Regions from separate parts of the Mus musculus genome. Here regions 1, 2 and 3 are each linked to region 4. Evidence: chromatin contacts called from public Hi-C data. All regions are on one chromosome and are shown on one strand. Each heading gives the region's core, a stretch centred on a gene start, on an enhancer-like site or on the middle of the called end of the contact. The rest is flanking DNA. Distances are from core to core; before and after follow the strand shown. Region 1 overlaps Disc1 (disrupted in schizophrenia 1). Region 2 has its middle 74 kb from the start of Gm30713. Region 3 overlaps Disc1 (disrupted in schizophrenia 1). Region 4 overlaps Pcnx2 (pecanex homolog 2).

Evidence for each region. Hi-C and Micro-C count contacts between places; a contact is called where the count stands out from the background.
Region 1: a Hi-C map of bone marrow-derived macrophages shows a contact between it and region 4, with 15 read pairs. The contact joins two enhancer-like sites. A contact is called at or near these places in 1 of 15 datasets of contacts at CTCF or cohesin (the NIH/3T3 cell line), 17 of 484 Hi-C or Micro-C datasets (CD8 T cells, bone marrow-derived macrophages, differentiating embryonic stem cells and 6 more) and 7 of 115 datasets of contacts at active chromatin or transcription factors (embryonic basal ganglia, embryonic hindbrain, embryonic midbrain and 3 more).
Region 2: a contact with region 4 is called in a Hi-C map of bone marrow-derived macrophages, with 22 read pairs. The contact joins two enhancer-like sites. A contact is called at or near these places in 1 of 15 datasets of contacts at CTCF or cohesin (the NIH/3T3 cell line), 6 of 484 Hi-C or Micro-C datasets (the HPC-5 cell line, Sertoli cells, bone marrow-derived macrophages and 2 more) and 3 of 115 datasets of contacts at active chromatin or transcription factors (embryonic basal ganglia and embryonic stem cells).
Region 3: a contact with region 4 is called in a Hi-C map of bone marrow-derived macrophages, with 20 read pairs. The contact joins two enhancer-like sites. A contact is called at or near these places in 3 of 15 datasets of contacts at CTCF or cohesin (the NIH/3T3 cell line, embryonic stem cells and large pre-B cells), 2 of 484 Hi-C or Micro-C datasets (both in bone marrow-derived macrophages), 9 of 115 datasets of contacts at active chromatin or transcription factors (the NIH/3T3 cell line, bone marrow-derived macrophages, embryonic basal ganglia and 5 more) and 1 of 9 other capture datasets (embryonic stem cells).

What each region holds. Positions count from the first base shown.
Region 1 is chr8:125,082,390-125,088,845 of GRCm38.p6, forward strand. It overlaps Disc1 (disrupted in schizophrenia 1), which reads left to right. Exons shown (of 13, transcript NM_174854.2): 2 at 5,065-6,059. Among named protein-coding and RNA genes, the nearest start is that of Disc1, 31 kb to the left of the region's middle. RefSeq lists an enhancer at 975-2,531. Within about 2 kb of position 1,747, at least 84 of the 459 cell types and tissues checked have an H3K27ac peak or open chromatin away from gene starts, as enhancers often do. A contact at or near this core is called in bone marrow-derived macrophages, where this site is marked.
Region 2 is chr8:125,308,735-125,315,260 of GRCm38.p6, forward strand. No RefSeq gene overlaps it. Among named protein-coding and RNA genes, the nearest start is that of Gm30713, 74 kb to the right of the region's middle. Within about 2 kb of position 2,762, at least 16 of the 459 cell types and tissues checked have an H3K27ac peak or open chromatin away from gene starts, as enhancers often do. A contact at or near this core is called in bone marrow-derived macrophages, where this site is marked.
Region 3 is chr8:125,250,349-125,256,873 of GRCm38.p6, forward strand. Disc1 (disrupted in schizophrenia 1) reads left to right here. Exons shown (of 13, transcript NM_174854.2): 12 at 600-717. Among named protein-coding and RNA genes, the nearest start is that of Gm30713, 130 kb to the right of the region's middle. Within about 2 kb of position 4,118, at least 249 of the 459 cell types and tissues checked have an H3K27ac peak or open chromatin away from gene starts, as enhancers often do. A contact at or near this core is called in bone marrow-derived macrophages and embryonic basal ganglia, where this site is marked.
Region 4 is chr8:125,867,294-125,873,754 of GRCm38.p6, forward strand. The region is part of intron 8 of Pcnx2 (pecanex homolog 2); the gene reads right to left. Among named protein-coding and RNA genes, the nearest start is that of Gm46061, 19 kb to the left of the region's middle. Within about 2 kb of position 3,713, at least 67 of the 459 cell types and tissues checked have an H3K27ac peak or open chromatin away from gene starts, as enhancers often do. A contact at or near this core is called in bone marrow-derived macrophages and embryonic basal ganglia, where this site is marked.

The DNA.
Region 1 (6,456 bases), core at 497-2,996, 790 kb before region 4:
GTATGTTAGCTTAGTAAAAAAGTACTGAAAATATCCTGGAGGAAGTGAATCGAAGCCTCGGAGAGGACCAGGGAAAGCAAAACCCCAAGTTTGTGCTTCTCAAAGTATCCTGTTGGGAGTCAGCAAACGACGGTTCTCCAGGTTCCACTCTTACACACCTGGTGGACGTTTCTGGGAGAAAAGAGAGAAGCGTGGGACAGTGTCATGGCTTCAGTTCTAGAACCTTCTTTTGGCTACTGTGTTGTTCAGGGTTCTTTGGAGAGACAGAATCAGTAGAATGAATCTCTCTGTAAAAATGGATTTATTAGAGTGGCTTACAGGCTGTGGTCTGACTGGTCCAACAGTGGCTGTCTCCCGATGAAAGGCCAAGGCTCAGTAGTTATGCGGTCCACAAGGCTGGGTGTCTCTGGTGCCTTCAGTATGTGTCAGAATCCCAAAGCAGTGGGCTCTAAAGTCAGTGAAGGAATGAAGTTGTCAGTGAGAGTAAGGGCAAGCAGGCAGAGAACAGAAGATCCCTTCCTCCATGTCCTTTATGCAGGCTGCCACCCCCCCAGGTGTGGCCCAGATTAAAGGTGGATCCTCCCACCTACGATAAATGATCCAGTCCTCACAGGTGTAACCAGGATCTTGGGTTTTGGTTAATTCTAGTTACTACTACGAATAGCTAGTACAGTTCTCCACCCTGGTGATGATGGTGGTGATGTGTGTGTGTGTGTGTGCTTGTTTGTAGGCATGGGCAATGGCAGAGAAGCTTGCTATTTTTAGTCTTTCTGTTTCGTAATATCAAATATTTATGATTTTTCAAAATTACACAGACGTGTGTGGTGTGGGGGTTATGTGCACATGAGTCCCAGAGTCCAGAGGAGGGCATTGGCTCCGCTGGGATTGGAGTTACAGACAATTGTGGGCAATTGTGCCTATGCTGGGAACTGAACTCAGGTCCTCTGGAGGAGCATCCAGCACACTTAACCACTGAGCCATCTCTCCCGTCTTGAAATATGCCTTCTTAACCGCTAAGTCATCTCTCTAGCAGCTCTGTGCTGTAACATTGACAGCAAGGTAAACCCAGTATGCTTTCAAACATGGCCTCAACCTTCCTTATTACTTTGGGTTCATACTGAGTAACTCCTAAGATGAACGTGCCATCCTTTTCCCTGAAGCACAGCGAGCTTCATTTGTGTCTCCAGCGGACAGCCAGGAGCTTGTCGGTCCTTGCTTCCCACCAAGCTCAGCATCCCACTTTGCTCTGGTCCTATGAGGTCTTTATTGTGGTAGCATGGACACTCAGCCTAGGATAAAGAGAACCTCTGGCAAAAGTAGTTCACCTTCTCAGGGCAATTGAGGAAGAAATCATTAATCTCTTTATATTCATATTGGCTTTAAGTTTGTAGTCAGGTAAAGGCTCTTCTGTGTGGCCACAAACTCAGATTGGGTATTTGAGGTAAGAGGCAGCCGACAGTGCTGAGCAGTGTGAGTTGACCTTTTGGGCTTTGGCCAGCTTTTGGCCAGGGAACACAGCCAAGTCTATTTCTTGTCACCAGTGATCTCTAGTTCCGTGGCCAGTTTAAAGCTCCCCACCGATGCTCCATCTTTATCGGCACAGCCTCCAGCTGCTCTGGGTCATTTTAACTGAGCAGTGACTAGCAGTTTGAGGCTCCCTTGTTGAAGTGTTAGCTTCCTCCCTGAGAACTCTCTCTTCCAGCATCCTCTCAGCCAGGGTTTCCAGGGAGTTGTTGGACTGTTCAAAGAGGCCCTTTGACACCTAGCTTGGTTTCAAGCATCTGTCTGTCCCTTCCCTAGCATCTTGGAGCCACAGGCCCGGCTGCAGGGTATGGTGTGTGTGTGTGTGTGTGTGTGTGTGTGTGTGTGTGTGTGTGTGTGTGTGTGTGTGTGTGTATGTGTGTCCCTAGGCAGGTACAAACTTTCCTTTGTCTGGTCTTAATCTGTAGGCAATGGGCCTGTGGCTCTCCAGACTTACAGGCCATGGCTGGAGCAGTTGGGGTTTACAGTGTCAGGACCCCAGGAGGGTGACACACAGGCATTTGGAAAGAATCATTTTTTAGCAAGTTACTCTCTACTTGGGAATGCTCTTTGAACAATAGGACAGCTACTTAACTGGTGGCATTTGGGTTACAAAATAATTGGAAGTCTTTTGTCCCAAAAGACAATAAGGTTTTGCCAGACTCATTTAGGATGTGAAGCTGTGAGCCTTTCCACCGGCCGGCCGCAGCGGCCAGAACGCAGTGTTCTCTGCGACAGGGATCCCCAGCTCTTTAGTGGTTCTCTTGCCAGCTTTGCAGAAGGTGGAGGGACAGCTGTCCCTCTGGGGCTCCCTCTGTTCCCGTTTGAATTCTGAAGCCAAGCTGGTGGGTGCTCCAAGCTGGTGGGTGCTCCAAGCTGGTGGGTGCTCCAAGCTGGTGGGGCTCTGATACTGTGGTGAGCATGGTTCTGGGCAGGGGGTGACAGAGAGACAGGGGACACTAGGATAGCAAAATGACCACATCAGCTACCCCAGAGCTGTAATGGGCCAAATATGTGGTTATAAAGTAACAGGGAACAGAAATCTGTCATTTAACTGCCTGTCACCAAAGTCATCATCTCAGTTTGGAACAAAGAGAAAGGAGAAAGGATGAACTTGGAGGGAGGCAAGGCTCAGGGCTGAGGCAGGCTTTGGGGAGTCAGAGTGAGATCTCAGGAGTTAACTACAAACTTCTGATTCATTCATTCATTCATTCATTCATTCATTCATTCATTCATATTCATTCTCTGTCTCTCTGTCTCTCCGTGTCTCTTTCACTGAGACTTGGAACTTGCCAATTAGACTAGGCTGCCTAGATGGAGAACCCTAGATATCCTCCTGTTTCTCTACCTCCTGCGAGCTAGGGTTACAGGTGTGTACCACCCTGCTCAGCTTTGTCTATGGCGTGGTATTTTTGTGAGCTTGACATATGTCCTTGCCAATGGGAATGCATTTTTCTGTGTCCACACCATGTAGAGATCAAAGGTCAACACTGCATGTCTTTCTTCATCTTTAATATTTTTTAAAAAATATTTATTTATTTAATGTATGTGAGTACACTGTTGCTGTCTTCAGATACACCAGAAGAGGGCATTGGATCCCCATTACAGATGGTTGTGAGCCACCATGAGGTTGCTGGGAATTGAACTCAGGTCCTCTGGAAGAGCAGTTAGTGCTCTTAAACGCTGAGCCATCTCTCCAGCCCTTCATCTTTAATTTTTAAAAATGCATTTTATATCTATTTACCTTACGTGTATAGGTGTGTTTTCTGCATTTATGCCTATGTACCGCCCACATGACTGGTGCCAGGGCAAGACAGGTATGGGCATGGGATCCCCTGAAAATGGAGTTAGATATGCTGGTGAGTGTCATGTGGGTGCTGGGAACTGCATCCTGGGCGCTTCTGCAGGAGCATCAAGTGCTCTTGTGGAGCAGAGGCCCATTTACATCTTGAAGGTGGCGGCCTTAGAAAGCCTGCGCTTGCATTCTGTAGGTCCGACACATGGCTGAGAAAGCCTGCTTTTCTAATCCAGTTGGCACAATCAAGGTTATGTGGTACCTATTGCACCCTCGGCCTCAGCCAGCTTTCCAGCCTCTCCATCTTTAATTTTTGAGGCTGACTCTTTCCCTGACCATGAAGCTCATCAATTTGGCTCCATGGTCAGCGAACTTCAGGGACCCCCCTGACTCTGCCTCCCAGCACGGGGACTGCAAACATGCACCACCACACCCAGCACTTTAACCTGGGCTGGGGGGGGGTGGTGGTCAAACTCAGGTTCTCGGACTTGCACAGCAAATACTTTACGTGCTGAGCCATCTTCCCAGGCCTGTAGCTAATAGTTCACCACACTTTTATGTTCCATGTCCTATTCTAAACTGTTTATACAGATGCTAACAAGAACCTTGTATATGGGGTCCTTCTAACCACCCCCTCAACTGAGGGGGAACCGAGGCACACAGAAGCCAAGCAGCCTGCAGAAGGTTACACAATGAGCAGTTGATATGGTCATATTTGGACCAGACAGTGAGGTGACAGGATTCTTACTGTTCCTATTTCTGCAGGGTAGCTAGGTGAGGACTCAGCCCCTGTGGTCCACTGTGTGAGATGAAGAGACAAATGGCCTCTATGTCACAACCAGTGACTTAGAGAGGGTTTTACTGCTGTGAACAGACACCATGACCAAGGCAACTCTTAAAAAGGACAACATTTAAATGGGGCAGGCTTACAGGTTTAGAGGTTCAGTCTATCACCATCAAGGTGGGAGCATGGCAGAGTCCAGGCAGGCACGGTGCAGGAGAATGCTGAGAGTTCTACGTCTTCATCTCAAGGCAGCTAGGAGAAGACTGACTTCCAAACAGCTAGGATGAGGGTCTTAAAGCCCACACCCACAGTGACACACCTACTTCAACAAGGCCACACCTTCTAATAGTGTCATTCCCTAGGCCCAGTATATACAAACCATCACAGACACCGAGGGCTCGGGAATGCGTTGGGAACGTGGGAACCTGGATACTTGGCTACTGCAAATCCAAGTGTCATTCAATAGTGACTGGAATACTTGACAGAGTCACATGCTGATATTTTGGTGTCCGGTGGCTTGCTTTGCAAGCCCTCTCCTGGAGGGACACACTATGTATCATCAGCACTAGGACAGTCGCTGGGGAGCCACCAAGGCTGTGTCCCCAGGACACTGACAGTCTGTCAGACAGACATACAGTAGGGCCTGCTGCTCTGCCAGCAGAAGGCTGGGATGCTGGGCTGACTGGGCATCTGCAGAGGGGCACCAACTTTCTTTTGGTTTTTAAAGACAGGGTGTTGTGTAGCTCAGGCTAGCTCGAACTCCCTCTGGTAGTAAGGATGACCTTGCTTTCCTGACCTTTCAGCCTTCCTGTCCCAAGGACTGGCATCATGGGAGTGTCCCACCATGAGTTTTCACGCTGTGTCTTGGATAGGTGTACCCACAGAGACCTGCATGGCTAGCATGTCCTCCCCGTGCCGCTCCTGCTGATTCAATGACATACACTGTTTTCTCTTCTCTTCTCAGACAGTGGGCATGGCTTACCGCCTGCAGTAGCCCCTCAGAGGCGGCGGCTGACACGGAGACCAGGCTACATGAGAAGCACAGCGGGTTCTGGGATCGGGTTCCTCTCTCCAGCAGTGGGCATGCCACACCCGAGCTCAGCAGGGCTGACAGGCCAGCAGTCCCAACACTCACAGTCCAAGGCTGGACAGTGCGGACTTGACCCTGGGAGCCACTGCCAAGCCTCACTGGTGGGCAAGCCTTTTCTCAAGAGCTCCCTTGTCCCTGCTGTGGCCTCTGAGGGCCACCTGCACCCAGCCCAGCGCTCTATGAGAAAAAGACCAGTGCACTTTGCGGTTCATTCCAAGAATGACAGCAGACAATCTGAGAGGCTGACTGGGTCATTTAAGCCTGGGGACAGTGGGTTTTGGCAAGAATTATTATCTTCAGACAGCTTTAAGTCTCTGGCTCCTAGCCTTGATGCACCCTGGAACAAGGGATCAAGGGGCCTGAAGACTGTGAAACCTCTGGCATCACCGGCGTTGAATGGCCCCGCTGATATCGCATCCCTTCCCGGCTTCCAAGACACCTTCACTTCCAGCTTCAGCTTCATCCAACTCTCCCTTGGTGCTGCTGGAGAACGCGGAGAAGCAGAAGGTTGCCTGCCATCCAGAGAGGCCGAACCTCTGCATCAGAGGCCCCAAGAGATGGCAGCTGAAGCATCTAGCTCAGACAGGCCCCACGGGGATCCTCGGCATCTCTGGACCTTCAGTCTTCACGCTGCTCCAGGCTTGGCGGACTTGGCTCAGGTGACAAGGAGCAGCAGCAGGCAATCAGAATGTGGCACGGTCTCCTCCTCCTCCTCGGACACTGGCTTCTCTTCCCAGGATGCATCCTCCGCTGGTGGGCGGGGCGACCAGGGCGGCGGCTGGGCCGATGCCCATGGATGGCATACATTGCTCAGGGAATGGGAGCCCATGCTGCAGGACTACCTACTGAGCAACCGCAGGCAGCTGGAGGTGTGTGTGCTTCTGGAATCGGGTCACCTCAAACTCAGTGTTGGGTGGAGGCGGGGAGTGGGCCACCGACTGAGTGCTGGTCCCGGAAGCTGCAATGGCTCCTGGGACGACTGAAAAGATGTGGCGGCACATCTGTCTCCTCCACATCTGAACGCGCATGCTCTGCTTTCCGCTTTCTGGCTGTGTGGCTTAGGTGCTGGCATGTCCTCTCTGATGGGGCCCATACTTCTCCACAACCTTTGACCTGCAGTGTGGTTTGTTCGACTTAGGACACTGGGGCCTGGCAAGATGGCTCGGTGGGTAAAGACACTTGCTGCCAAGCCTGACTGCCTGAGTTTGATCCTCCAGAACCCACATGGTGGAAGAGGGAGCTGACTTCTGCAAGCCATTACTTCTC
Region 2 (6,526 bases), core at 1,512-4,011, 560 kb before region 4:
GAGTTGGAAAGGCTCTGGTCTGCTCACCATGGAAAACTATGTCAGTGCCTCAAAAAGTGTAATCGAATTTCCACAGGATCCTACAGGTCCACATCAGGTCTCCCTCCATCCCCCAAAGTAGGAAGCAGGGACTCAATATGTATGCCTATGTTCACAGAAGAAGTTCCCAGGAGGGCCATGATAGAAGTAACCTGCTGTTCCAACAGAGGACAAAGTGTAAGTGAAACCCACAGGTGGAATATTATTCGACCATAAAAAGCCCTGGCAGATAGATGAAGTATAAAGATGTCATGATGCCAAGTGATATAAGCCAGACACAGAAGGACAGATGTTGTGTACACACACACACACACACACACACACACACACACACTCACACTCACACTGAACCATATACCAAATCAAATCACTAGAAGAAGGGTTTCTTGTTTTAGTCATAGTAACTCTTAATAAGACCTCACAAGCAATACACCTTGGCCAGTGGCTGGCACAGTGTTTGACAAGTGTTAGCACACACTGTTGTTCTGGCTTCTTGACTATTATTATTTAATTTACGTGTTAAGTATTTGTGTTTTGAGGTAGGATTTTGCTTGTTCTCCCAGTTGCTGAGCTGTTCGGGTTAATTGCACCATGAGTTTCAGGATCGTCTTCTATCTCCCTCCTGCCTCACCTCAGGAGTGCTGGGTTATAGACGCGCACCACAGCATCTGTCCTGTGTACACGGTTCTGGGGACTAAACTTGGGTCTCCAGGCTTGGATGGCAAATGCTTCCACCTATCTCCTGCCCCTCCCCACACACAACTGGATTATTATTTTTATGTAGGGGGTAAACTGCATTTGATCTTTTATGCATAGAACATTCATTTAAAAGTAAATTGCTCTTTTGAGAAAAAAATAAAGTTGGTTGTTAGATCAAAACTAGGGAACGTAGGTGAGCAAAAAGAATGAGGCCAACGCCATCTAAAACTGGGTTAAGATATTACAACCACTATAATATTTGGAATTATTCTCAACTCTATCTACTATTTATGTATCTGGGAAGTAAAAGCATAGTTTGTGTTGTTTTACAATTGACTTTTCCCCCCATTAACTCATTCACTCTGCAAGCATTTGCTGAGCAGTTGCCATGTCAAGTTCTTCAGGCAGAAAGACCAGAAAATGCAGAGGCCCTGAGGCGAGTGACAGCTTTATAAATATCTTTTCATGTTTCGGTGCATTGAAAAAGAAGCCTTTTCTGTCTCAGCCCCTGAGAGTCAGCATTTTGCCTCCCTCTTTACAGTCGTGGCATAATTTATTTAACTAGTCTCTTACTCGGAGACATCGGGTTGTTCCTAAGTTTATCTTGTTGCAAACAATATGGTTTGGAAATTCTTGTTTACAAACCCTTAGTCACACCACTGTTCTGCTGGTTCACTAAGCGTGGAGCAGCACGCCCGGCAGATGGTCAGAGCTCCCACCACGCTTGGCGAGTAAGTAAATAAACCGATGATCAGCACCCTACTTCTAGAAAACACTAAGAGTGGAATTACTCACCGCACCTACATACAGCCTGACCCTGCTCCAAAAGCTCTACATTCGAATACTAGTACAAATTCAAATACTTAAGGTGCATGCATCACCTTCCGACCGACCGCCTTAAGAAGTGCCTGTTGTGTGGGAAGGGACCAGAGGCACAGAGTGACAGAGCACCTTGCTCAAAGTCACGTGGCTGGTATGTAACAGAGGGCTTCAAATTCCAGCTGTACATCTTGGAGGCTGGTGTTCGTGCATATTCAACCTACCCCCCTGCATGGTGCAGGGGCCTGAGACAGCCTAGCCCCTAAGGACTTACACTCGGTGACCTATCACCTTTAGCTAGTGTTGGTCTCACTTCCAATAGTACCTTCAAATTATTGCTCCATTGATTAGGTCAGAGCCCCACAAGCCAATCACATTATCAGTGATTGGACTCACCAGCTGGGGACCAAACGTACGTAGAAGAGCCTCTGGGGAGACATTTCATGTTCAAACTGTAACACTTCCCGGTTGTTGATGTCTTGGGGTCCCAGGTGTCGAGAATCTGTCTCTTACAGAGCTCTCTGCAGTTTGTTAGGACTGGGAACTTTGGTTCCCAGTGTAAGCTATGTGCCACCACCTGGGAAGTCTGCACTATGGACCAGGCTCAGGACAACATGTTAAAGCTTCCCTTTGTAGCAACTTCCAGACTGGCAGGCGGGAGCTACAGTGGGAGAGGTTCCTGGGTTAGCTGTGTCCCGTAGCCCAGTTCCTATTACTGTGACAGGATATGTAAGACTGGTTAATGTCTAAAGAAATGTTTAGTTAACGGGAAAGAATTAAAAATGGGCTTGCAAATGAACATCAGATGTTGTGAGTTGTCTGTTCCCTTCAGGAACTGGCTAACCCAGAAGGGGTGGTCCCTTCAGAAATTGGCTAACTTAGAAAGGGCAGTCCCTCCAGAGTCATCAAAGCCCTCAGCTATCAGTGCCTCAGGGAAGACATGGTTGGCACTCCGAGTTGCCTGGACTTTGTTGTCTACTCAGATTTGGGGACAAAGGTGTCAAATCTTTCTCCACAAGCCAACAGCCCCTGCTCTGAAGTTCTTGTTAGGTGGCTGTTTCTCACTGACTGCCTCTAGTCAGCCCCATGGTGAGCAACCTCACCGAAGACATTTCCTAGCAGGGAGGACCACCAAGCCACTCTCAGTGTTGTGCTGCTTAGATGCCAGTCTGAAAACTTGGTGACTGGATTAACCACAAGCCAAATCTCTAACTAGGAAGCCTAAGCAGCCATTGTTTGGCTTATTGCCAGTATCTGGAGTCCCTAACTTTCTTCTTCTCCTTTTTTTTAAACAAATAAAATAAATATTCATAAGCTATTTGCAAAGTATACATTATGCAAATACAGTGGCTGGGTTTCAAGAAATAGACTCCAGAAGCAGAATAAGCCCTTCGATTGGCAGTTTGTCTACGCACAGCACTGTTAACTTTGCTGGAAGAGCCAAATGCTATCGTTGTTTGAACATCATGCGGACAAGGCAGCAGCGTTTTTGTGATTGAATATTAACTGTGGCAGGAAGGTAAAAAGGAGAGAGAGGGGGGAGCCGTGTGGGTCTCTGCAGACACTAAGCGGCTTTGCTTGTTTACACACTGCCTCAGTGTTGGGCTTTGTAGCTTTCCACAGCCTACCTCTGAGGTCTTTCGCTCTTTCCTATCATCCTTGTAACAATTTAGCCAGCTGCTAACAGAGCCTCTCTCTTTGCTGAAGTTCCTCAGAGGTCACTTGATGTCCGAACACCACTTCACTCCTAGTGAAGAAAGCATGTCTTCATCAAATTTTTGCCATGACAGCAGTGTTCACTAATGACCCAGCTACACCCCTAATTAATCTTAACCCTAACCCTGACCCACCCTAACCCAGGTCCCTCTGTTTCCTTCCAGCTGCCACCAAGCCACTGACCCAGTGACCCATATTTTCTCCTTACAGAGACATTGATTTTGAAGTTCTACTTCTTAAAACCCCTCAGAGCTAATGCTCGCTAGCAGATTGGCAGATACAGCTCCATCCTTGGTGATTTAAGACAGTTTGATTTCTTGTCCTTGAAGAATACACACATGGGGGGAGAGAGAGAGAGAGAGAGAGAGAGAGAGAGAGAGAGAGAGAGTGTTTTGAGGAAAAGGAACAAAATTCAGTGCCTATAAAATAGAAATGAGATTATTTATATATTCACAACAGGCCACCTATTTTGAATATCATTAATATTTTAACTCCATCATACAAATACACTTATCAACTCAACAATCACTGGACAGAAATCTGGCTGTATTTCTATCCTCTTACCTGGAACACTGTTTTAGAAGCCCTTGGTGAATCAGTGGAATAGTTTCCCCTCCTGCTCTGAGGCTTATGAGATGCCAGACTGAGTCCCAGCGTCAGCTTGAGAGGGTCAGCTGGTCCCTGATGACCGTTGTCTCGAGTAGGTCCTGACCCTGCTGCAGAGCAAGCTGATGTTGTGTACCAACTCCTATGGGGTGATGTCACTCTTTGCAAGGAATGCAGTCACATCTCTCACTCCGGGCTTAGTTTTGAGCTTCTTTGCTACATAGCATCTTCCTAGTTGTATACCCTTGCTGTGTCTTAGGAGATGTTAAAAGCTAAGATAGTCACTGTGAGGAGCAGATGCAGAAAGATTTAAAAAAAAAATTAAGAAGGCTTCAAGGCTGTGAAAATATGCAGCGAGAGCAGCTTGAGGAAGGCCGGGTTTATTTGGACCCGTGGTTATATGGTACCATTAAGGCAGGGCAGGTGGAGTACAGGAGTCTGAGGTAGCTGTCACAGTGTATCTGCAGGGGGGAAGCAGGGGAGTGGTGGGTGCTAGTGCCTGGCTGGCTTTCTCCTCATCATTGGGTCCAGGACTCTAGGCCATGGGATAGTACTGCCTGTGTTCAGGAATGAGTCTCCCCTTACCCAGTCAATTCTCTCAGGAAACACCCTCACAGGCACCCCAAGTGGCACGTCTCCTAGGTGATTCTAAATCCAGTCAAGATGACAATGGAGACTAAGCATCACCGAGCCTTCTCCAGTAGCTAAAAGAAACAAGATGGGAGGCAAGAATTTCACTTTGTGGAAAAATAATGATTTTAAAGCACCAGGCAAGTGAACCATGCCTGCAGTCCCAGGACTCAGATGGCTGATGCGCACAGGTTCATGGTTCCAGACTAGTCTAGGCAACTTACAGGAGGGAGGGAAAGGAGGGAGAAGGGAGAAGGAGGAGGAGGAGGAGGAGGAGGAGGAGGAGGAGGAGGAGGAGGAAGAAGAGGAGGAGGAAGAGGGAGAGACAGAGACACAGAGAGAAAGACAGAGAGAGACAGAGACAGAGGGGTACACGTGTTGTACTGGCTAGTTTTGTGTGTCAATTTGACACAAGCTGGAGAAAGGAGCCTCCCTTGAGGAAATGCCTCTATTAGATCCAGCTGTAAGGTATTGATCAAGTGGGGGCGGAGGGCCCAGCCCATTGTGTGTGGTACCACCCTGGGCTGGTGGTTCTGGGTTCTAGAAGAAAGTAAGTTGAGCAAGCCAGGAGAACTAAGCCAGTAAGTAACATCCCTCCATGGCCTCTGCATCAGCTTCTGCTTCCTGACCTGCTTGAGTTCCAGTCCTGAATTCCTTTGCTGATGCACAGCAATGTGGAAATGTAAGCTGAAAAAAAACCCTTTCCTCCCCAACTTGCTTCTTGGTCATGATGCTTTGTGCAGGAAAAGAAACCCCGACTAAGACACCTGCCAAACACCTCATTTCCTTTTGGTAGGCCCTCTCCCCAGAACAGCACCACCAACTGGAGACCAAGTGTTCAAAATTACATGAACCCGTGGCGGACATTGCACATTCAAAACACAGTACACGACATTAGTGTTAAGCTCAAACAGAAACCAAAGGAAACTTCTCTGACTTCATGGTTGCTACACACAGTGAATTCTGTAAACTCAACATCTTAACTATATGTTAGGATAATCCCAAGCCAGATTCCCATAGGGCAATTATAACCAACCCAAAGTTAAAAACATTGCTTTTCCGTGTTCTGAGAAGGTCTCTGCGTTTGCTTATAATGATGAAGTGCAGCCAACGGCCTTGAGAAGAGGTTAGTTGGGAAATTCAGAACTGGGCTAAGGGGCTGGGCAGGCTCAGATTGCTGCAGGAACTGTAGCCAAATCTTTGAGGATGGAGTTCTCCCTTCCAATGCTGTCCAGAGCAGGCTGACCAGGTCTCCCCAGGCCTGGGGAAAACAAGGGTGCAACAAGAAAAGCAGCTGGAGGAGGAGCAACCACACGTCTGGTCACTTCTCAGAGATTTCCACAGCTCCTTCTCTATCCTTCTCTGAGCCTAATGACAGAAACCCAGGGCTTGAAGAATGAGTCTGGTATCTCAGCCATTTCAAGCCTATCATTAATTTCCTGTCCAGACTGATTAGTGGTCCTGCCTTCCTGTCCCCTATCTCTCTCCTCTGGTGCATGGGTAAAGACTGCTCCATTCTTCTCACCCGTCTCACCAGCTTTATCTTGACAAGTGCCGTGTGTCTCTGTTCAGTTCATTGTTCTTTTCTCTGCCGCCAGCCTTCAGCCTGCATCTCCCTTACCAGGAAATCCACACAGATCGCTGCCCAGATCTATTGTGTGACTCTTCCTGGGGAGAGGTGAAAAACAAACAAACAAACATCTATTCACCCCCTGATGGGGTACCGACAACAGTCGGAAGAAGCTATTTCATCCTAGTCTAGCTTTGTGAAGCAATAGTTTATTGCTTACTTATGCCAGTAAGGCTAAAGATTACAGGAACACCGTGACTGAGACACAGGTACATCTCTGAAAAGCCCATCCCAGAATGGATACAATGTATGCAAGCTCCACTGAGCTCCCTAGCTAGCTGTCAGCTCCACTAGCGGCTCCCTTTCCCTAAGCAACCATTGGCTGCTTTTGTAGCACAAGGGAGGGGCTTTGTGTATCTTGCAACTTTCTTGGACACTGTAAATTTC
Region 3 (6,525 bases), core at 2,868-5,367, 620 kb before region 4:
TGGCATCCACACACATGAACACACATGGGTATGCATACCCTCCACATGAACATATACTCATACACACATGAACATGTACACTCAAGAACGAATGAACTCATTTAAGTAAATAAATAAGCAAACTAAATCTCCTTCAGAGTCCAGCTGTCAAGGGCCAAGTCTGGTTTGCAGACAAATTCTGAGTGCCCTGTTAAATTCTAGTGCCCTTAAAATATCCCTCTGACCTTCTCTGTAAACCCAGTCTTCCTGGTGACACCTCTGCCCAGTTTGTTACCATTTCTATCATGTCGTGAATTGTCTGAAAATTTAGCTGGAAAACTCAGGCCCCCTCAGAAAAATCTGTCTGGGGAGCCTCCATGCTAAAATCAGTCTTTGAACAGACAGGGTAAGGCAGGGACCCTAGGGCCTGTGTGCACACAGTTTATCCTTCAGTTATGACTTGAGTTTGGCTCCTGCACTCTCGAGAGTGACCTCTTAGAGAAGTGGTATCTCTGTCAGGTTTCCCACGGAGGCACGGAAACCAGGAGAGCTATCCACGAATTCCGACTGCACACATAGCATCCTGTAGCTGACTGACACATCTCTCATTCTCTGACCAGGATTCTCACATCGTTTCTGCTGAAGTTGGAGAAAAGTGCGAAGCCATAGGCGTGAAGCTCCTACACCTGGAAGACCAGCTTCTCGGAGCCATGTACAGTCACGATGAGGCTCTCTTTCATATCCTTTTCAGTCTCTCGGGAATTGTTTTACAAAAGGAAGTCTAAAAGTGCTGTAGTGCCTTCCCATGCCCTAGCAGCTGGAGGAGACTGTTGATCTTATCTGTAGTCTGGCACATCTTGGGTCTGTTAGCCACAGAGTCTGAGACAGGCACACAGCAGGACCAAAGCAAAATGGAGGCTTTGGCAGGCATGAGGATGGGTTTGTGTGGCATAGAGGAACAACCAGAAAGAAACAAAGCAATTTTACTAGCTCACCTTCTTAAGGACCTTTACAATACCAAGAGTTTCCAAAGCCTTCTTTGAAGTCCTTTTTTCTGCCTTCTGCCGGTCATAGATAGTGGGGTATAAAAACTAACACCATTGTGGGTACCTTCTTTCTGCTATCTAACACATGCTCATGGTCAGGCTTCACAGAGTCCTCCTTGGTTCTGATAATCATATTTTCTTGCACCAAACTCAGTATCTTATGCCACACGACAGACACCTACATCCAAGAGACATACGGGCTCACTTGTGTGTGCAACAGGAAGCATGCATCCCTGGTGATGTGTGCATGCCTTTGTCACTGGGCAGCTCTTTGGAAGGGTGTGGATGAATTCTGTTCTAGTTTTATTTCTAGTGGCTGTTGATAAAACACCCTGACCAAAAGCAACTTAGGGGAGGGAAGGTTTGTCTGGTTCACACTTCCTGATTAAATTTCATCACTGGAGGGGAGGTCAAGGTAGGAATTCAAGTGGCTAGTCTAGTCAAGTCACCTCATGCCCACAGTCAAGAGCCAAGAGAGAAGCAAGTATGCCCATGCTGCCTGCCTGCTTAATTAGCTTCCTCCTCTCTTGTACAGCTCGGGCTCTTAGCCTAGGGAAAGGTGCTGCCCACAGGCCAACCTGACGTAGACAATTGTTCAACTCAGTGATTCTAGGTCTGGGCAAGGTGTTAGTTAAAAAGTTAACCATTTCAGGAACACGGACGGGGAGGGGTGCTTACCTGCCCTGATTCCCCTCAGGGGTTCACTCACAAGTGGCTTGCTGTAGCTATGGTCATCTACTTTTCTATTACTCTCTCTTCAACAGCCTGGCTTTTTTTTTTTTTTTTTTTAATGTTTGCGGGGAATGTAGGCATTTTGGTCTTTGCTTCTCATAGCCTGACTTTTTAGAACATTGGGTCCATTTTGCTTCATCTCCATGCATATATATTTAAGTAGCTTTGAACAGTCAGAGATTGGTCTCATTCAGAAGAGTTCTGATGAGCGGCCAATCGTGGCGTCAGTGTATCTCATGGTAACTTTACATCTTCCCCCTGCTTATGAACTTAGCAGGATGTTCCTTGATGTTCCTTGAACGACTTCTGTTGCCATTTCCATGGTTTGTTTGTTTGTTTTTAAATCCTGTTCTGCACAGTGCCCTGCCTCTTCCAAGTGCAGAATGCAATCTGCAATTGGTCCAGGAAGCAGGAGAAGGAGGTAGTGTGTTAGTAGATCACACAGACTTGAACTTTCTAAGGGACAGGCGTCTATGAAATAGGACAGTGATTATTGCCAGGTAATGACACAGAGCCAAACACTGTGGTGGGGAGGGTTGTCACAGGATTTTCCCTGTCCAATTACATTAAGTGCAGGGGAGGCCTGTGACTGGACAGGGAAAAGGGAGGCAGATCAAAGAGTTACAGAGACAGAGAGGTCTCAGGAGGAGAGAGGAGGAGGATGGAGGCTGACTTGGTGTTATCAAAAGGTTAGAATATTTGGGTTAAAGCTTTATCATTATCAATTAGTTCTGAAATTATTTATTGCCATCTTGTAAATTGTGCAATATTGATACATAAATCTAATTGGTTAACTAGAAGCTTAAGAGTCTTGATTTTACCGGTTACTGGGTATCGTGTTATCAAATTTTGAGGATGGTTATTGGAATGTGGGACAAAGCGGTGGGACCCAGCTGGGACATAGTGTTGTGGTCCACCAGTGCTGGTACTAGAGTGGGAATGTGGCCCGACGGGGTCAGAGAGTTGGCAGGTTGAAAGAAGCAGGAGTGTGGAGAGTTGGCAGGTTCATTAAATATTTCCCATAACAGTGGGGTTTGTCCCAGGTCTGCTGGGGTGGGGAGGTTTTGGGACAGCTGAGTGGGGTGTGGCTCATGATCCAGATCATGGTGAGAGGGCATGACACCTGATGATGCGACCCAGGGAGATGAGAATTTGTGGTGTGGCTTCTAGCATCTTTAGTGGCTCAAGAAGTAGAGATCTCAGGCCAAAGGTAGGGGGTGTTAGACCAGGATTAGGACCCTTGGGGCCTGTCTTTGTTAGGATTTTACTGCTGTGAACAGATACCATGGCCAAGGCAATGTTTACAAGAACATTTAATTGGGGCTGGCTTATAGGTTCAGAGGTTCAGTCCAGTATCGTCAAGGAAGGAACATGGCAACATCCAGGCAGGCATGGTACAGGAGGAGCTGAGAGTTCTACATCTTCATCCGCTGGCCTCTTAAGAGAAGACTGACTGACTTCTAGGCAGCTAGGAAGTGGGCCTTAAAGCCACACCCACAGTGCCACACCCACTCCAAGGCCACACCTCCTAGAAGTGCCACTCCCTGGGCCAAGCAAATACAAACCATCACAGGGCCCATCTTTGATGACCCGCTTACACCAATCAGGAGCTGCCTCTTAAAGGTTTCACAATTCTGCCAAACAGCACTACCACTGCGAACAACTGTTCAAGCATTTGACCCTGTCCAGGACATTCCATACCATGCCACTAAGAGTAGAAAAGTGCTGGGTTGGGTACTGAGTCAGCCCCTCCTTAGATAACATCTACACCACAAACACACATTTATCCCAGCTTTCCTCTGAAATCCAGCCCATGTTCTGTGTCACTGAACGAGAATAATACATAGAGTGTGTCTTTAATCTGAAGTAGCACTTGGATTCCCGTATTACAATGGGCCCAAGACAGGAAGCCGTGTTCACAATGCTCCGTGGGGTTCCACAACAAATAAAAGCTGTTGTTTCAAATTAGAATTTATCAAGGCGTCCAAAGAGGCTGCAGGAATCCCCCAGCCAAGCTCTGGCTGGTGTGTGTTTTCGTTTGTGATCAAAGGCACAATGCTGAGCGCTGCTGAAAGAAAAAGCTCGCAACTAATAGCATAGAAGAGCAGCCGCAGTGAGGGTGGCATCTCTCTTGATTCTGTTAAGCCGGCTGCCAGGACCCACTGCGCATGCGTAGCAGACGATTGCTGTTTAATCCAAGTCCACACTGGAATGTGCTGACGTAAACCCACGGGGGACACCTTTCTGGAGGACTTGAGTCCCGGATGCTGTGGCTGCCCATTCTTCCTGGGGTTAGAGCCCCCTTATCGTAAGCCACACGCCTGCAGGAGCAAAGCAGGTGGTGTACCAGCGAGCCATACACAGAGGGGCGGGCTGGGGACAATACTGCGGGGGCTTCTAAACCTTCTGAAGAGTTCTTGCACAGTCTGTCGGTGTCAGAGCCACAGCAGCCTGCTGGGTGGTAGAGGAAGGCTGGGCTGGCAGATCTGGGGATGGAGGAAAACAGGCTGCCTCTTTGTCCTCCTGGCAGGCTTCCTGAGTTACAGGCATTGTGAACAACTCAAACCATCAGCCAGAGGTGACCGCTTGCTCGGTTAACTGGGAGAGCAGGCGGTGGGGAGGGGAGCGTGGTGCCTCTGGGGAGAGGACGGGGCTGTGACTTCACTCTAGGCATGCTGGGGATCCATTAGCAGTGGTCTGAACCTGAGGGATGATTTCACAGGTTCTGGATTCTAATTAGCAGCTCCATTCCAAAATCCCCCTTGAGTCTGTGTAACCGTTCCTCCACGTCCGGAATGCCTCCATTGGAAAGCTTTTAGGCTTTGGTGAATTGTTAAGCAGGACTTGTTTTTCCCCTCCTTTTTTTTTTTCCTCTGACTTCCATAGCTCACTATAGGAGGAAAGGATCATATCCTGGCATCTCTCAAAGCCCCGGGCAGCTCTGCCAGCCTCTGCTGAGTCATGGATGAGCAAGGACCAGGCTGATTCTATTTACGTGGTATTTGCATCCCTGTCCAGAAGCCTCTTGGGAGCCTATTCTCTCTGCTCATTGGGAATGCACGGTGCCCAGTTGATTCGTCTTGCTAGTCTTGATGGCATGCAGAGACTAAATGTATCCAGGCTCATGAATAAACTCCACAGCCCCAAAGGGCTCCTGTCTGGTTCCACTTTCCAGTGTGTAGCCCGAAGAGGCCAAGGTAACAGAGCTGAGGGGCGATTGCCCTGTCTCCTTGGAAATGATCTTTTGCTTCTAAAACCAAAGAGCAGGAAGGACGGACATCTGTGGAGACCTTCAGTAATTTATAGTGGGGGAGTGCAGATCTGGGCAGGCTGCTCTCCGAGGCACCACTGTGCTCAGCTGATCGAGGGTGGCAGCCTTGTGCTTCCTTCTCCTTTCTGCCAAGGTCTGGGTACAAAAAGTTGGAGCAGACAATGTGTGCAGAGCAAGATGACTCTGCTGCCCATGGGACACAGTGTGAACTTAGCATGAGGCTGGTGACACGGTCTCTCTGTGCACGTAGCAGGTCCCTTTGCCACCAGTGGAAAGGGGCTGGGTCAGGTGTCTGTAGGTCCTTGGTGTCTTACTCAAAGCATCGAAATTAGTAGATACAGGTTTGCACAAGTAGCAAGAGTGCTTTTTTTTTTTCACCAAAAGGCCAGAAAATGTGTGTTCAAGAATGAGAGTGGACATCATGAATGTCAGTACTCAAAGGCCCTGAGGGTTCCTTTCATGGAGATAGAGAGTGGGAATTCAGTTTCTAAGGATGTCCTTTGTGTGGTTCTCTATTTTAACTACATAGTTTAAGTTGTATATTCTTCTCTCTCGTCTCTTCTCATAACACATCTGATGTCAAACATATGCCAGGTTACATATAGGCCTACAATGGAAAATAGGGGATTCTCCCCGAAGGTGCACTTGGAGGACACAGTTTGCTTTATTGTACATGCATCTAAAACCAGTCTAGCCCCTCCTACTGGGATAGTTGTTAAGGAGATGAGAAACTGATTTCATTGTTCAGAGAGGGTGGTGCCTGCAGCTCTAGGCAAGTGGGGGTTCTAGGTTGGCAATAGATTATCCAGTGCATTATTCACAGGGATGGATGCGCGTATCACTTGTAGGCGAGAGTCCTTTGCTGAGAGCATTGCTAGAAGAGAGCTATATGCACAGCCCAAGCCAAGTGGAGTCCTAGGTTGTTAAGTGATTCCCTATGCTTGCCTACTTTCTGGGTGTGTGTGGATAGGGCTTTTCTCCTGACTGCTCCTCCCCCCTACACAGGTCAGTTTTCTGCTGTAGTCCACATTGACTACAGAGGATCATGCATTGCCTTTAATCCCAACAACCTGGGAGAGTTAGACAGGAGGTTTTCAGGTTCAAGGCTAGCCTTAGCAGCTTTCTGAGATTCTTTCTCATAACAAAATATAAAAAGAGGGGTTGGGGATTTAGCTCAGTGGTAGAGCGCTTGCCTAGCAAGTGCAAGGCCCTGGGTTCAGTCCTCAGCTCTGGGAAAAAAAAAAAGACAAAATAACAAAATATAAAAAGAGAGTTGGGACTCTTGATTTCCAGAGGGGAGGGGAGGGGATGTGGTGGGAAGGGCCATGTGTGGCAGAGACTAGGAGGGGGGCCTTCAATCAGAATATAAAGGGAATAAATACATAAATTAATTAGTTAATGGGAAAAATACAACAAAAGAGCTGAAGTTGTGACTCAGTGGTCAAATGCTTGCTTAGAATGCAAAGCCATGAGTTCAATTCCTAGCATTCCCCCCCA
Region 4 (6,461 bases), core at 2,463-4,962:
AGGGAACTCCTACTAACATAGCCCCACTTTACCCAAACAGCTAAGACTGCATGCTAACCCAGGTGTGTCAGGGATGCGAGAGAGACTCTATCCATCCTTGGCCCTAGTAAAAAGACTGGTCCCATCATCCATTCGTCCAGCCAGTACTTGGCTTGGACTGGATATAAAACAAAGTTCTAAGGAGTCACCTAGGGACAGGGAAGTTTATGAACAAGCTTTTCTAATTCTTATAAAATAAAATAAAAGCAATGGGCTGACTTTCTCTGGCTTTTAGATGATAATGACTAAAGCACCTTTAGTTACTAGCAGCCACTTTGCCCCCGTGAGATACAGATCAGAGGAACACAGAGCCGAGGGACCCGCTAGGTCCTTGAACATAGAGAGCACTGAGCCTCTGGATTAACTCACAAGGGACCCAGCAAACTCAGAAGCAACTTGTCTCCTGTGTGTGAGGTGTGTGTGTGTGTGTGTGTGCATGCTCTCACACTTATTCACACGTGTGTGCATTCATGTGGAAGCAGAGGTCAACCCTGGGTGTTCGTCTTCAGGTGACACCCACCTTCATTATTTTATTAGTGGAGGAACCCCACATTTGCCTTCTGTATTTCTGAGAGTTGCAGGGAGAGGACTCAAGCCTCCAACTGCATGATGAGCTCTGTCAGCCATCTTGCCGGCCCCTTTCCGACATACTTTTTGAGACAAGGTCCCTCACTTTTGACCTGAAACTTGGCAGTCCATCTAGGCTAGCTGGCTGGCCAGCCCCATGCTCTACCGTCCCCAGTGCTGTCACTATGCCCAGCTTTTCTATGTGAATTTAGGGGCAGGATTCAGACTGTGCGGCTGGTGGTTATGGGCTAGCCATCTCCCCAGCCAAAATGCCTTACTTTCCAAGACAACGTGTTTCGTTCTGAGTTGAGACTTCGGTAGCCTGCAGTGCAGATTGTGTTGATAGAGGGAAGCGGTGTGTCAGCAATGTGTACTGACCTCTAACCTCTACTGCTCACTATACTCCCACGACCCTTCCCTTCTCATCTCCTGACTTCTGTGTTCATTTAGTTTCCCTCTCTCCCTCTCCCTCTCTCCCTCTCTCCATTCCTCTCTCTGTCTCTCTGTCACAAACACACACACACGAATCTTCTATTCTTGTATGACGGAATTTGTGACTAGAGATGATTCAATGAAGCCTTTCTTACAAAGAACCATGCCAGGTGCAGACCGGGTAAGAGAATGTGACAGAACCCCAAAACTCTGAACCCGTGTTTCTGATCTGGGAATGAAACTCAGACAGGATAAGAAGATATGACAGAACCCCCAAACTCCAAACCTGCATTCATGGTTTGGGGATGAAACTCAGTTCATCTGCCAGAGCAGAGTGTGCTGACCCGTTTCTTACAGTCTGGAACTCAAATAGGCCCCTCAAAGACTCATGTGTTTGGACACTCGCTCTCCACCTGGTGGCGCTGTTTTTGAGGGGCTGTGAAACCTTTGGGAGGTGGAGCCTTTGCTGGAGGAAGTGAGACCCTGGGGGTGGTGGAATGTGAAGGTTATAGTCCAGGCCTGCTCGCCATTCAGTCTGTTTCCTGGCCTACTAGAAAGTGAAGAACGCTTCTGTATTGTCTACCCTAACATGATGGACGGTGGTTCCCTCTGATACCACGAGGTGGAATCAATCCTCCCCCTGTCAACTCTCTGCTGTCAGGTTCTTGGTCACAGCCGTGAGAACGGCTCACTAGCACACTATGTTCTCCGGAATGTCTGCTCCCTTGTGAGCGCTCTCCCTGCTGATCAGCTCACCACACCTCCCACTGATGGAGTGGCCCGCCGGATTTATCAGGACAGCTTTTCACTTCGACTCTGTTTACATGGACAGCACTGAGTGACGCTGCTCTGGAACCTTGTAGTGAGATAAGATCAAAATGGGGGCTCCTTGATTGGATAGGACAGAGACTCGGAAGTTTGCTGTGTGAGAACTGCATGGAAGCCAAGAAACTAACTAGGCTACGTTTCAGGTGAGAGAGGTCAGGCTGACATACGGGCAGGAAAGGGGACCACACCACACATGGGGGAGCTAGAGGTATATGGATCTTCTACTGCTGACTGCTACAGAAGGTGCTAGAAACAGCTCTTCTAGATACACACCTGCTGATGCTTCCTGCCAAGATGTGGTACTCTAAGGAGGGACTACTTCTGGGCTCGGTTCCTGCACATTAGCAAGCATGCTTCTAATTGCAAAATACTATGTCATAAACAGGAATGGATCCAAACCAGTGCTGTACTGCTGACTGCCTCGGCTTAAAGCACATGGCTTGGCCACCTTGGTTCTATGCCCGAGAGAGAGAGAGACAGGCGTTTCCTTCCTAGGGGTGTAGGAACTAGAACGGACTGAACAGAACGTCCTGATGGAGCCTCTACGTCAGGCACAAGTAAGTAAGAGGTTCTGGTCTCGCTGTTGCGTCTTGATGAGGAACTTGGCCTGAGTCTCCCTGTTAGGTAGCAAGATGGCTGCCAGCCTTCCCATAGATAATGCCTTGGCTCCGACTGCAATGGTGAAGAAGGTCCAGCATTCATTCATCATTATCTAACAAAGACTCAAACAACAGATCAGCTTCCCTCTCAAGGAACTATTTTCACTAGATGTGGCTGGGCCCTTATCACAAGCACACACTGTCACCTCTGCTGGCTCCTGGGCAGCCTGGAGGGACAAGCCTGTGATTAGCAAGACTGTACCTCAAATGGAGCTGCTCCTCCAGGGCCTATCCTCTTCCTCTAGGCTGTGGCGGCTACAGCATTAAAGGATCATGAGACCAGTGCTCTCTGCTGCATTAATAAACATTTATTCCAGGACTGTTTATTAGGGATGTCAAGGGACGTTCCCACCTCCTCTGAAACATCTGAGGGATGGAGAGAGCCCACTCTCTGGAATGACCTTCTCAGTGACACCACCAGGTCTCCATCAGCCTGAGGCTGGGTTGGTCTCAGGTCAACTAGTTCTCCTCAGGGTCAAAGCAGAGGCTGGAGCACTCAGAGAAACATGAGGGGGGAGGTTGGTGGTGTAGGGGTGACAAGAACGAACCAGCCCCGGAAGGGAACAAAGAGGCTGAAGCTGAGCTGGGCCCTGGTGGCTCCAACCTGGAATTCCAGCATTTGGGTGACTAAGGCAGGGGGATAGCTGGAAGTCTGAGGCTAATCTGGGTTACACAGTATGAGGCTCTGTTCCAAATTGGCATCTCTGCTGGGCTGGGTGGGACAGGGCTGGGTCTGGGGTAAACGGAAAGTGGTTAGAGTCCCTGTGTTCCTAACGTTGTCCTACCCATCTGGGGAAGCTGCAAGAACAATCCAAGGCCAGTGCTGCTTTCTCCCAGTGACAGAGAAAGTATCGCCGGAAATTCCTTATCCTCACCAGATTGTAAAACAAGTGTTTTCTGCCCCCCTGGAGACCTTATCTTTTCTGCCTGTCCTTCCCAAGGCTCCCGACTCAACTGTGGGATGGGTGGGAAGGGGGTGGGGAGGGATGCCTTAGGACAGAAGTTAGTGTAACAGGCTCACTGGCTGTAGAGGACACTAAAGGACATCAGCCTGATGGGGGATGGGAGGGAGGTTTCTAACAGGGAGAGGGCTTTGATGTGGGATCAACTCCCCTTTCATAAGACAGCACAAATAAAGGGAAGCCTCTGAGAGGCTGCAGAGGGAAATCAAGTGGATGGAGAGTGCCCTCATGTGGCAGCCGGGGGTGTGTGCAGCCACAAAGCCTCAGCTTCCGCTTGGAATTTTATTCCTGGAACTCTGGGGCCTGGAGAGAAATAGCACCTCTTAACCACGTGTCTGAGTGAGACCCCGGGATGAGGACCAGTCCAGGACGAGGAGAGATCAACAAAGACTGAGAAACCACACCTCAGAGAGGGTGTGGGAGAAACCACAGGAAGGCCTGCTCCGGGACCATCCCCCCACCCCCACCCCCCTCTGTGTGATCAAAGCCGGCAAGAATTTCCAAGTCTCTAACCCTGATGCAGCAAACACTTATCTTCAAACCAACAGTGACACCGCTCTTTGCTTGAGGATAAATATCCTCAAAGAGAGCTGTCAAAAGGGCAGCTGGTGGGGTTCACTGAGGAGCCCCACATCTCCCTGTTCTGAGCACCCATCAGTCTCACCACAGCTGTCCCCACCCCTGTCTTTCCAAACTCAAGGTCTTCACTTCCTTGGAATAAAGCAAAAAAAACAAAACAAAAAAAAAAAAAACAAAAAACAAAAAACAAAAAAAAAACAAAAAACAAAAACAAAAAAACAAAAACAAAAACAAAAACAAAAAAACGGGTGATTATTTCTGGAATGTCTCTGTCTGCTTCCCATCTTCGGAAGCCAGGTGCAGCTACGGTCTGAGGAGACGGCTCAGTCGATACAGCGCTTGCCACACACACACAAGACCCTGAGTGTGAGGCCCAGAACCCACATACAAAAGTCAGGAGTGGTGTGTCAGCACTCAGGAGGCAGAGGGAGGTGGATCGGTGGCACACACTGGCCGGGAAGCCCAGCCTACTTGGTGAGGCTCAGGTCTCAAAAAAGGAAATACAAGGTGGATGGCCCATGAGAGGTGATGTGGGAGCAGTGTTAACTTCAAGGTTTGGGTCTGTCAAAGGAGAACATTTGTAGACAAATTTTCATGGGACGAAGAGCAGAAGCTCTCACTCTAGCTTAGTGGTGCATGGCAGTCAGCCCAGAAACTGGAAACAGAGGCAGGGAGAATCAAAGTTCAAGACCATCCTGGGCTGCATGTCTCAAAAACCAAACAAAACCAAGCAAAAACCAAGCAAAGGCTCAGCCGATGAAGTGCCTGCCCTGCAAGTTTGGGGACCCGGGTTCTGATCCCAGAACCCACACAGTGAAGTTTGTTGAGGTGAGCTTGTAATCCCAACACTCAGGAGACAGAGACAGGCGTGTGTTCCTGGGGCTCATCACCAGCCTGGCCTGCTAGGAGAACTCCAGGCCAATGAGAAACTCTGTCTCAAGTGAGATTTAAAGTTCCCTTCTGGCCTATATATGCACTGCACATGCACATGTGTGCATGTGTACACACACACACACACACACCACACACATGCACGCGCACACGTGTGCACACACATACACTCATGCATGGGGTGGAGAGTGAAATTTTAGTTACAAAGCCTATAAAGGAGTAGTGGATGTCTGACGTGCAGTGAGAATCATTTCAACCCTGAAGATTTGTTAGCCTTTCAGGCAACTTCTTCCATTTCCTGGGCTGATGACCTGCGTCCAGATCAGTTTTCAGGCAGATCAGCTCACTTTGGGCTCTGAACTAGTAAATCAGTCCTGTGTTCTGGTCAGTTAAACACAAAGCGGATTTACTGTCAGGCAGGATTTCCCAGCAGCCCCCGGAGATGCTGTGATTCAGGTTTCTGGGGAGAGCAGAGCAGTCAGATATCCTTCCCAGAGGCGCCTGCTTGAAGAACAGCTAGCGTGTGACTCAGGGTGCTCTGTGAGCCTCTGCGGTGGTGGTGGTGGGGGGGAGGGGGGCTGGTCTCACAGTGTTTGAGGGAGCCAGGAAGGGAAATGAACTTCCTCTCTCAGCTTCCTCCAGGAATTCCCAAAGAGACACGGAAGTTACATGGTTCACAAGTCCCCATTCAGAGCAGAGCATCTGGGACATAAAACAGTTACGTGAAGACCAGGCCTCACAATGGCTGAGAGAGTCACCTTCCAGCCAGTAATGGGATCCAGCAGTTTTACAAGCTAGTTGGAGGTACTCCCAGCCACTGAGGCCACCTTAGAGGGAAAGAGCTGTTTTTCTTCCAGTACCTTCTATGGTGTGCTCATGGAGTCCTAACCAGGCTCCCTTCCAATCTCAAAGTCAATATCTGCATTTGCTGTGGGTGGGAGGCTTCAGAACTTAACAGCCTTAAGAGCTAGAGACAGAAGTGACAGAAGTACACACGCCAAAGCTGCCTTAGGTGCCAAGGTGTTGGATCACAGGCTGCTAGGGGGACACCATGCTCTTAGATGCCCACTTCACAATCAGGTACAGTGCACCTGCTGAGAACGGGCTTCCTCCTGGCCAGATGCCAGGAAATGCCAAGGGTTGACTGCCAGGAAAGGTAAGCATAACTTTGTCCTTCTTTTCTAGGCAGAAGAAACCTGACACCGTGGAGTGACCTCCACAGAGAGCACTGTCCTGAATGCTGTACAAGAGTGTGTTTGCATGCATGTGTGCATATGTGTGCATGTGTGTACACATGTGTGCATTCATGTGTTTACATGTGTGTATACACACATGTGTGCATGTATGTGCATTCATGTGAGTATGCATGCATGCATATGTATATGTGCTTGTGTGTGCATGTGTGTACACATGTATGTCTTCATTCACGTGTGAATACATGTGTGTGTGCATGTGTGTGTGTAAAGAAAGTAGAGTATATTTATTCAGAGGAAACAAACAAAAG